Linked DNA regions of Sus scrofa: region 1 is linked to region 2. A link is a contact called in public Hi-C data. All regions are on one chromosome and are shown on one strand. The core of a region is the stretch at or near the end of the contact, and the rest is flanking DNA. Distances in the headings are between cores, read along the strand shown.

Evidence for each region. Hi-C and Micro-C count contacts between places; a contact is called where the count stands out from the background.
Region 1: a contact with region 2 is called in a Hi-C map of liver, with 4 times the contacts expected there. The contact joins the promoter of SH3BGR here to the promoter of WRB in region 2. A contact is called at or near these places in 2 of 5 promoter capture datasets (fetal liver and liver) and 8 of 47 Hi-C or Micro-C datasets (embryonic fibroblasts, epiblast stem cells, fetal skeletal muscle and 3 more).

The regions. Positions count from the first base shown.
Region 1 is chr13:203,042,408-203,047,868 of Sscrofa11.1, forward strand. It overlaps SH3BGR (SH3 domain binding glutamate rich protein), which reads left to right and starts at 4,168. Exons shown (of 8, transcript NM_001244236.1): 1 at 4,168-4,372. The coding sequence starts at 4,328. It overlaps LCA5L (lebercilin-like protein), which reads right to left and starts at 2,792. Exons shown (of 9, transcript XM_005670355.3): 1 at 2,485-2,792.
Region 2 is chr13:202,960,466-202,966,366 of Sscrofa11.1, forward strand. WRB (tryptophan rich basic protein) reads left to right here and starts at 2,225. Exons shown (of 5, transcript NM_001244308.1): 1 at 2,225-2,376. The coding sequence starts at 2,275.

The sequences.
Region 1 (5,461 bases), core at 2,918-5,417, 84 kb after region 2:
GCGAAGGATGAGGTGTGGGAAGGCCCGATTCGGGTTCCTGCTGCAGGGCAGAGGTGGTGGCAGCCGGCAGCCTGGAACGGGCTGGGGAGGGAGGCGGGGAATGCGGACACACTAACCGTGGCCATTCTTTGCAAAATTCTTTACAAAAGTTTGCCGGTCGAGGGGCATGAGAAATTGGGCAATCATGGGAAAAGGAAGGGGACCTGGGGTCGAGGGAGTTTGTTTTTTCTCTTTCTTTTGGGATGGGAGCCTTGAGCATGTTTAAAAGCCAACAGAACGAGCAGTCTAGGAGGAAGAGGTGATTACACAGGCAAGAGAATGGAGAGTCCTAGGAGGTGGCTTTAGAAGTCGCTATGAAGGGACAGCACAGGTGGAGGCGGGCGAGCAGGACGCCCCATTAGTCCCTCTGCCAACTGCAGCTGCCCTACTGTAACTTCGGTCAGTCGGGGTTTCATTCAAGGGAAAAAGAGAAAACAGAGGCTGGGGCTTTGCGGGTGGCAAGGGGACAGGTGTCCCGGGGCGGGGGGGGGGGAGGGGGATGAACTCCCCAAGGGCAGGGACCGTCTTCTCTGTTGCTGCATCACTGTGACTGGAGCATCAGCGCCCAGGTCCTTATTGTCAAAGTCATCAGCACAGTGATGCTCATTTGTCTCCATTTCAACTTACCTCTTTGGGTGCTTCTCTAAAAAGCCAAAAAAGAGAGTACAGAACAAACAGAAGGTAAATGACTATGTGACTTTTTTTCCTCACTTGGAAGAAGTCTGTGGATTCTTTTATTCTTCCGTAAAGTCAGTTTTAAAGTTCTAGCCATAGTTCTATCCAGAGTCACTGTCATATACCTTGGAAAGCTAAAGGGCATCTTTCACTTTTTAGCTTAATTGTAGGGTGCTTATGTAGCTCTGTCCACTTGGCTTAAAAGTCACAATTCTTGGAGTTCCCGTTGTGGTGCGGTGGAAATGAATCTGACTAGGAACCATGAGGTTGTGGGTTTGATCCCTGGCCTTGCTCAGTGGGTTAAGGATCTGGCATTGCCGTGAGCTGTGGTGTAGGTCGCAGATGCGGCTCAGATCCTGTGTTGCTGTGGCTGCAGCAGAGGCCGACAGCTGTGGCTCCAATTTGACTCCTGGTCCGGGAACCTCCATATGCTGCAGGTGTGGCCCTAAAAAGCAAAATAAAATAAAAAAAAATAAAGTCACAATTCTCGAAATACATACTAAAAACGGTGCTAGTTTACCTATGGAAAATTTAAAATTCATATCCTTTTAAAAAAACCTTAGTCACATGAAAGAACAGAGAACGGGAAAAGAGTACACTGTCTACACTCGAGGCAATTAGGAGGCTGCAGAAATTATCCAGGCCTGGGCCAGGGTGGTGATAGTGGGGCTGGGAGAAATGACTGGTGTGTGGGTACTTTGTGAAGGATGTCTTGACAGACTGACACGAGAAGGGACAGAATGGGAGTCAAGAAAGACACCAAGGGCCAGACGGCTAGGAGAATGGTTTCCAGTTACTGGGGTGGGTAACAGCAAGGGAGGAACAGGTGTAAGGCAACGTTCTGGACTTGCTGTGCTGGAGATGCCTTAGACATCTAAGTAGAGATATGGGCAGGCAGACACTGGTCTCACGGTCAGAGGAGGGTCAGGGATGGAGACAGACAAGAGAGGTTCACTGCGCTTTGAGCCCACGAGACTCGACAAATTTAACTAGAAAGGGAGAACAGATTAGAAAAGAAAAAGGTTCAAGGTCGTGTTTGGCAGTGAAAAACTAGTCTGCAAAAAGTCACCGGATGGCACACCTGTGGCAAGGAAATGTTAAAGCACCCCGGGGAAACCGTGGACATAGTTCCAAGGTCGAGGTGAGTAGGTGAGGGACAAACACAGAACAAACAAAGGATTCAGATTTCCTCCGGTTTGGTGATTGGGGCGTGTCAGCGCTAAGGGGAGAAGAAAAAAAGAAAACACGGCAAAAGAAAGCTGGTAGGAGCAAAAGTGAAGTTATCAGATTCATATATAAGAGATACATGACGGCGAAAGCCTGAGAGTCGGGTGGGCGGGTGACATCGACCCCAGCGTGACCGGGGTACAGGGTCGGGTGGGGTGACTGGAGCCTGGCCGCTCCCCTGGCCGCACCCGCGCCGGCTCCCAGCCGGGCCCTGCCCCAGTTCCTCCAGCAGCCAGACCGCGTGCGGGCGGGTCGGGGTCCCGGGGCCAGCGTGGGCTTGTGTGCTGCGTGGGCTCGGTCACTGGCCGAGCAGGGAAGAAGGACGCCGACAGTGGCTCTTCAGGCTGCACTTTGCAGGAGGAAGCGGCCTGACGACCTGGCTACATTACCAACTCGAGTACAGCCAGGCAGCGAGGCCCGAGCTGGGCAGGGGCTACAGCTGAGTGACCAGGCGACACTGTAAGTTAAGGTTCGGAAAGTTTAGCAGGAGGCTCGGCTGGGGCTGGGCGGAGGCCTCGGGCTGCAGGGCGCGGCGGCGGTTACCTGTTGCGCGCGGCTCCGGCTGCAGCGCTAACCCAGCGGCCTCCCGGCGCTGACGCGTTGCCCTGGAAACTGGCACGCTGGGCCTTCTGGGACCTGCCGGGAGGGGCGGAGCCGCGAGTCTGCGCGCACGCGCACTGGGACCCCGTCTGGTGGTGCGTGGCTCCGGCGGTCTAGGGCGGGGGAGAGTCCTGCTCCACGTGATTCCTCCTTGAGAGAGAAGTGAGCTGGCGGCGTAGGCGTTTGCAAAGGAGCCTCAGGTTGCACCTCCTCAGGGCCCGGGACCTCGGTGGCGCCCTGGCCGCGCCGGGGTGAGAGAGCCGGCCCCGCGACGTCCCCGTAGGCTCGGAGATCCCGCGGTTCTTTCGCGCGCCGGTTAGCCCTCGCCCTTGCACCGGGTGTTTTGAATCCGAGTCCGTTGCGCGTGTCTGGTTCCTAGCTTGGGAGGGGCGTGGATGGAGAGCTGAGCGCTCCTGTTAACCTCTCTGTGTAAAGATAGATTTCTTGGGTGAAAGGAGAAAACCATGACAATGAAGCAATGCATGCTTGGTGTAGAAAATTGACAATGTACAGGAAAGTACAAGAAGATGTAAAAATCACCAAGATCATGGAATTACAAGTGCTAAAAAGTGATTGCGTAAGAATTTTTAGTGATACATTGGCATCATTAACGAAGCTTAGCACTATTTCTCTTCTCCTCTTCCTCCTCCTCCCATTGTATCAACGCCCTGTTGAATGTCCTTGTAGATTAATTTTAGGGGTCACTCCTAGTTAGAATGCGTTCTTCCAGGTTGCCATAGCCACCTCCTCCTTGAGCAGCAAGGGACTTAAAAAAGAGACTCATTTCTCTAAAGAGGACTAAATATCCTCCCTTCGTTTGCCCCTAACACCCTTGATCTTGGTTTTGGAACCCATCGAAGAGTTGGGTGGCTAGCTTTTGGGCGTCTTACTAGATTTTTAACAACAACAGCAAAATCTAACTTTGAACACAATTCAAACATCTATACAAATAAGATGAGGGAGCCTGCTACCAACAGACCATTAATCTCCCCCCCCACACCCCGCCCCAAGGTCTCTGAAACAGCGGAGACAATTTGTTTGTTGAAGTCATGGGTGCTGACAAGCCAGCCGCCACCTCCCTGCCGGGTCTGGGATGTCAGTGAAACCTTACACGGTCCCTCGGCTTGTCAGCTCCGGTTCTTTAAAAGGAACAGGTGGCAAAGGGAGAAAACTGGCCACAGGCCACTCTTAACGGAATCTATTGTATGACGATTCATTTGATTTGTAAACAGATGTGTCAGAAAAATTAAAAGGAAGGAACGCGCTCTGTATTTGTTTAAAGGCTTCGGTGCCTGTTCTGACCCTTCCGGTTCGTTTGGCAGAAGCCCTGTAAACAAAGCCTCCTCCGGGACCGAGCCGGTGTTTTCTGGGCTTTTCCGGCTCCCGAGAGCCCTTCCCTCCTCCTCCCTCCTCCTCCTCCTCCGGTACCCGGGCCCCACCTCCCTCCGGTCCGAGACACCTCCCCGCCGGTCTCTGATTGGTGCAGAGCGCAGCCTTGCCTTTTAGGGACTGTTGTCGGGCTGTTAAAGTGATAAGGGAAAGCGTCCAGTGGCTGCTTTTACCAACCAATCAACTATTTTCCTGACAGATCCCCAAATATTCCCGAGCCAATGGAGGGGAGAGCCCGAGATGCCTGGGCCTCTCCTGGGAGAGGCAGGAGCTCAGACAGCCCTGGGCCCCCGCCAGCCCCCACCTGGCATTTGTCTGTGTCACTGTCAGGATTTGTCTAGCGCCGCGTCCCCTAGCAGGGGTGTGTTGGGGGGAGCCCTCTTTCCAGACTCTCAAAATGGTTATCAAAGTGTTTGTTGCCACATCTTCTGGGTCCATAGCGGTAGGTGTCTGATGGAATGGGGGGGCTTGTCTTCCTGTCCTACTTTCTGAGTATCTTAGACTTGGAATAGAAGGAGCCGGTATGACCCAGCGCTGGCCTTAAATTTCTTTTTTCAGGCGTAAGTAAACGCGGCTCGGCAGTCAGTCTGTGAGCCCTTTGCTTTCGGCCTTGGTTCGAATGGTGTTTAGCGTGTGAAATGTGTGATCCGGGGTAGCTGGGTGTGGAAGGGGAGTCCAGGAAGGGGGCGTGTTGCTGCTAGAACTTTGAACATGTGATTTCAGTCCTGTTGTATCGCATATGTATCTATGATCGAATCAGAGGGACTTTTTTGGTGTGTGGAGTGTTTCTGCCGTTCCTTCTGTCAGATTTATTTAAAATTGCACATAATGTAAAAATATTTGGAGCGTATGATGGACCAGATTATTAAAATGACTCCTGGGTGCAATGACTTGTGTATATCATGTAACTGTAACAAAAAGTGTAAAGTTAGCGTGTGTAATGCTATTATTTGAGGAAAATGATACCGCAGTGACCAGAACAAACATTTCTAAGGCCCCAGATTTAGATATGCCAGGAATTCAAACGGACCAAAAATAGGCGTGAAAAGTCGACCCCCCCATAACATCGCTTGGTCAGATTTCGCGTAAAGGAAGGGCTTTTCTCCTTGGAAATAGTTCAGGCTTTGATTTTAGGCTTGAACCTGCAGAGTCTGCCTGGGACTGAGATTTCAGCCAGCATTTTAGCATCTCAGAGGCTGTGGAGAGAAAACAGTTTTATTAGTCCTGAAAGCGGGAGACCTGCAGCGGGGCTGTTTCCTTTTATATCTGGTCCCTGGACCTTCTCAGGTTGCAGCCTGGGCTTCAGTGGTCACTCAGCTCGGGATGATTCCAGGCGGGTGGGTGGCCCAGGGAACAGTCCTAAGGGCAGCTCCTGAATGCCACCTCCCCCCGCAAAGTTCACGCGGTTTCCAGACGGGATAAGAGGAAAACAGAGGAAAGAGCCTGGTTGTCCCTGGTGAGCAGAGCTGATGGCAACTGTATAGTGATCTCTTGAAGGTCTTTGAACAGAAAACAATGAGGCAAAATTCCA
Region 2 (5,901 bases), core at 975-3,474:
TGTCGTACCTATTGCCATTGAGACTCCCCAAGGTTTGGTTTCTTGGTTGCCTAGCCCCAGGACGATCTGGTTTTGATGCCTATTTTCAGTATTATCTCTGCTGGCATCTGACAGTGGAACGACTGTATTTTGACCTGAATTTCAAATCCAGTTATTTTCATGATTTATGATGACTTCCAGATGAAATCAATATTTCAGTTGGGTTTGTTCAACTCACATTAAAATCTCCCTTTGAATTTCTTTAGAGACTTCTCTGTCCCTGGTACGCACACCACGTTCCTAGATGAGGCATGTACCTTGACTCTTCTCACAGCTATTGTAGTGCTTTTGATTATTTATTCAGTGGTGCCTGGTTGCTTAATGTCTTTCTCTGATATTGCAACATCCAGTTCATGAATAAACAGGCACCTTTTTTTTTTTTTTTTCAGGACCGCACTCGCGGCATATGGAGGTTCCCAGGGTAGGGGTCAAATCGGAGCTACAGCTGCTGACCTACCCCACAGCCACAGCAGTGCAGAATCTAAGCCGAGTCTGTAACCTACACCCCAGCTCATGGCAATGCCAGATCTTTAACCCACTGAGCGAGGTCAGGGATCGAACCCACAACCTCATGGTTCCTAGTCAGATTCGTTTCCGCTGTGCCACAAGGGGAATTCCCAGATATATATTGATTCATACTGAGATGTTCTGATTTTGACACTTTCCTTCCATGTATTAATAGACAAATTCAGCTGCCAATTGTTAGTGCCCTTTTTGAGAGCTGCCCAAAGGGTGCAATAGGAGAGAGCTGAGTGTTCTGAGTTGCCTTTGCAGGCCCCTTGCTGCTGGTCATCTCCCCCACTGCTGCGCAGTCAAGGCGAATACCCAGGGTTTTTGTCAAATTTTTGCCTCACTAGGAATCCATGCTCCTTCTCCTGGGGGATGTGTACTGTGGTGGGGTGAGGCAGGGGTGGGGAGCTGGCTGTACTTTCCCCCCAGGCCTGAAGGCAGAGTCGGGGTGGGGGAGTGGAGTCAGGAGGGTCTGCCATCGCTTTTCACCAGGTGGTTTTACTTTCAAGTCTTCTAAACCTCTAGCAAGCACAGGAGCCAGGAGTTTGGCTACAGCTTTGGTTAGCCCAGCGGGACGAAGGAGGCTATGGAAGAGGAGCAGGCTCCAAGACTGTCTTCTGTTTCAGTCGGTTCCACATCACCTACTGGCCAAGAAACCTTTCCATGGAAATGATTCAGTCTACTGTCATTGAGTAGTTTTGCTTCACGTGTTTTCTTTAATCAGAAATTTGGGAGTTCTCCTGGTGGCACAGTGGAAGTGAATCTGACTAGGAACTATGAAGTTGCAGGTTCGATCCCTGGCCTCACTCAACGGGTTAAGGATCTGGCATTGCTGTGAGCTGTGGTGTAGGTCACAGACGTGGCTGGGATCCCACATTGCTGTGGCTGTGGGGTAGGCCGGCAGCTGTAGATCTGATTGGACTCCCAGCCTGGGAACCTCCATATGCTGCTGGTGCAACCCTAAAAAGCAAAAAAAAAAAAAAAAAAAAAAAAAATCGTAGACTCCCAGGTCCTCAATTCATTTTGATTGGGATTTAGTTCTCAGACGCCAACCATGGTAGAAGAGAGAGCCAACCACCTTTTGCTTTATCTACTACACATAAGCGTGAATTGTGATTCTTTTACTGTAAAGTAAAAGTTACTTTATTTCAGGCTAAATGTAAACGGTGCCTTTAAAATTAATACTTATTTTTCAGGTATGCAGTTTTGTAATTGCTTTGTTAGTGTTGGGTTTGGAAATGTAAACATTAACAACTCACTAATAACCGCTTACAAAACCTTTTTCTTTTCGTGGTTACTTGCCTCTATAATTACAGTAGTTTTCTATTTATGAAAAGATTTGTTTAAAAATAAATTTATTTAGGAATAAAGATGATGCAATTTAAAGAAAGTATTAATTACATAATAACACAGCTGGTGTGCAGATATAACAAAACTAGAAAGACGTTGGCGTCGCAACCGCGAGAATTTGGAAAACAGGTTCCACGGGGTTGGGGGGAGAGAGGGTGAGAGCAGCTACGGAAGCCGGGAAGGCCAAGGCCAAGGCGAAGGCGGACGCGAACCAGGACCCGGAGGAAGAGGCGGCCCCGCCCCCTCGAGTGCGGCGCAGTGCGCAGGTGCGGCGTCGCGCCTGGGGGCGCGTGGGGCTCACTGCGCAGGCGCGGCGGTCGGCGTGGTCCCCATGGAGCCGCAGTAGCGGGGCTGGCGCCGCCGCGAGCGAAGGACATGAGCGCGGCGGAGGCCGACCGCTGGGCGTGGCTGCTGGTGCTCAGCTTCGTGTTTGGGTGCAATGTACTCAGGATCCTCCTCCCGTCCTTCTCCTCCTTCGTAAGTGGCCTGGCCCTCCAGGGGCCGGTGGGGTCGCCGCCCAAGCCCTCGGCGAGCCCGGTGTAGACACAGGGGTCTCGAGCTGGCCGCCGGAGGGCTGGTTTCGGCCTGCAGAGGCTTCTTGGGCGGGCGGTTCTGTTTTGAGATATTTTCGAGTTGGCTGCTCTCCTCTGAAAGCTGTAAAGCTTTCCCCCCAGATCCGGATTTCTGGATTCTTGGGGCGGAAAAGAAGACACACCTGGCAGATCTTGGTCAGTTTTCACGTGGCGGCGGTCCTCAGTGCCTTTCTGCCAGCCGCGCGCATTTCCGTTATCCCCCGGGCCCTGGAGGCATCCGGCAGCCTTGGCTGCTGGGGGCCCAGTGCCTGCAAGCAGGGCGTCTAGGGCTTTCGGGAAGTCTCGCCTTCTCGCGTGCAGGGCCAGCTGTGCCAGGTCCTGGGGGATGGACCTCAGGGTGCAGGAGCCCCGCATTCTTGGGGCGGGTAGGGTGGGAGACGGTGTAGACAGAGAATCTCAGTGTTCTGTGATGTTTTGTGTACCCAGAGGAATGGCAGGCACGTGGGAGCGCTCTCTCTGCGGGGCGTTTCGCGCATCGCGAGTACGTTACCTCGTGTGTAGGTGCCACAGCTGCTGTGATTGTCACCCCGTCCTGCTGTATGTTCCAGAGGAGGAGTCTGACTCCGTCTAGTTTTTTTCTTTTCTTTTTTTTTTTTTTTTTTAAATGAGAGTTGCAACGTTTATTTTAGGTGCTCTCGTGGATTTTTCTTTTCTTTTCTTTTTTGCCACACAGGCAGTATGTGGGAATTCCTGGGTCAGGGATCGAACCGAAGCCACACAGCAGCCACCGGAGCCACAGGTGAGAACGCAGGCACCTCAATCCGCCAGTCCATCAGAGAACTCCCTGAATCTGTTTAATTGTGTTAAGTCTTGCAGCTAGTGACTGCTGGAGGGGGCGGATTTCATCCCTGATTTGTGATTCTCCTAGGTCTGCTCCTCTGCCTTTTGGAAAAAGAATGGGGGGGGGGCGTTTGGTGGCACATTTGATGGAGGTGTAGGGGTGTGTGTGTGTGTGTGTGTGTAGGTGGGGAGCTGTCCTCTGGGGAAGGGCACAATCTTTATGCCCACAATGGGAGCGGGGACAGTCTGAGGAGACTTCAAAGATGGGGTGCACACATTATAGCCATGTCCTGGGAGCTGTTCTCCCTGCTTTTCTCTTCTGATATAAATTGGTGGTGGTGGAGGGCTATTGGTGGTGGTGGAGTTTCTTTTTTGTTTTACTCTACTGGTGTCTGTTGAGTGCCTTTTTTTTTTGTTTTTGTTTTTGTTTTTTTTTCTTCTTTATTTCTCATTCTCTCCATACTTGCGTCATATGGAAGTTCCGGCCTAGGGGTGGAATTGGAGCTACAGCTGCTGGCCTACACCACAGCTACAGCAACGCCAGATCTGAGCTTTGTTGGCGACCTACACCACAGCTCACTGCAACTCCAGATCCCCAACCCACCGAGCGAGGCCAGGGTTCGAACTCTCCTCCTCATGGATGCTAGTCGGACTCGTTTCTGTTGTGCCAGGGAATCTCCTGTGTGCCTGTTTTGGGTAAAACTATTTTAGGTTTACCTTACCACCCAAGTTGTCCTGAAGCATAGGGAACACTCTCTTAATCCCATCCCCCCTTCAGAATCTTCTCTCATGCTTCCTGTTTTTAAGATGATGTCCCAGGTACCTAGCATTGCATAAGAGACCCTTGAAGAGCAGGCCCCTGCCCACTTTCTTCTTTTTTGGCTGCCCTGAGGGGTATGGGGGTCCCAGGCCAGGGATCAGATCCAAGCTTCAGTTGCCGCCTAAACCACAGCCCCGACAACTCCAGATCCTTAACCCACTGTGCTGGTCCAGGGATCGAACCTGTGTCCCACCACTCTCAAGACCCTTGGATCCCTACAGCAGGGACCCTTTTTTCTTTTTCTTTTCACAGCTACACCCGCGGCATATGAAGGTTCCCAGGTTAGGCATTGAATCAGAGCTGTAGCCACTAGCCTACACCACAGGCACAGTAACGCCAGATCCAAGCCGAGTCTGCCCCCTACCCCTCAGCTCATGGCAATGCGGGAGCCTTAACCCACTGAGCAAGGCCATGCATCCTCATTGATGCTAGTCAGATTCGTTTCATTTCCACTGAGCCATGATGGGAACTCCTTTTCTTCCCCTTTTTAAAAATTGTAAAATATTTGCACCGTGCAATTTACCGTCTTAACTGCTTTCGGGTCTGTGGTTCAGTGGCATTCAGTACATGCACATTGGTGTGCCGCTGTCACCACCACCATCTCCAGAACTATTTCATCTTCCCAAACTGAAACCCTGCCCCCAGTAAACACTAAGACCCCATGCCCCTGACAACCACCATCTTACTTTCTGTCTGTGAATCTGACTACTCTAGGCACCGCAGATAAGTGAAATCATACACGATTTGTCCTTTTATGTCTGGAGTTTTTCACTCAGCATATTGTCTTTAAGTTTCTCCCCCCCGCCCTCCCCCGAGTTCCCGTTGTGGCTCAGTGGTTAACGAATCCAACTAGGAACCACAAGATTGCGGGTTCGATCCCTGGCCTTGCTCAGTGGGTTAAGGATCCGGCGTTGCCGGGGGCTGTGTAGGTCACAGATGCAGGTCGGATCCTGCGTTGCTGTGGTGTAGGCCGGTGGCTACAGCTCCGATTTGATTCCACCCCTAGCCTGGCTGGGAACCTCCATATGCTGCGGGAGCGGCCCAAGAAAATGGCAAAAGGACAAAAAAAAAAAAAAAAAAAAAAAAAGGTTCTTCCCTGTTGTAGCCTGTGTTAGAATTTCCTTCCTTTTTAAGGCTGAATGATGTTCTATTGTATGCATATACCACATTTTGTTCATTCTTTTTTGTTGGGGCTGCACCAGTGGCAGGGGGATGTCCCCAGGCCAGGGATTGGACTCCAGCCACAGCAGTGACAGTGCTGAATCCTTAACTGCTAGGCCACCAGGGAATTCCTGTTCGGTCATCTTTTGATGGACATTTGGGTTGTTTCCACTTTTTGACTATTGTGAATAATGCTACCAGACCATTGGTGCACAAGTGTTTATTCAAATCTCTGCTTTCACTTCTTTTGAGCGAATACCCAGAAGTGGAATTGCTGGATCACATGGTAATTCTAGTCTTCACTTTTTTGAGAAACCGCCATAGTGTTTTCCACAGTGGCTGCATCATTGTATATTCTCAATAGCGATGCACAAGAGGCCCAGATTTTTTGCATATTCTCTACTTGTTATTTTTAGTTTCTTTTCGGTAATAACTATCCTGATGGATGCAAAGTCGCTTCTCTTTGTGGTTTTAATTTGCATTTTCCTGATAATTAGTGATTTTGAACATCATTTCATGTGCTTATTGGTCATCTCTCTATCTTTGAAAAATATCTATTCAGGTCAGTGATGTGGTTTGTTTGTTTGTTTGTTTGTTTTGGTAATGAGCCTTCCTTCAGAAGCCGTCCTTAGGGGGAAGGGCGCCCTC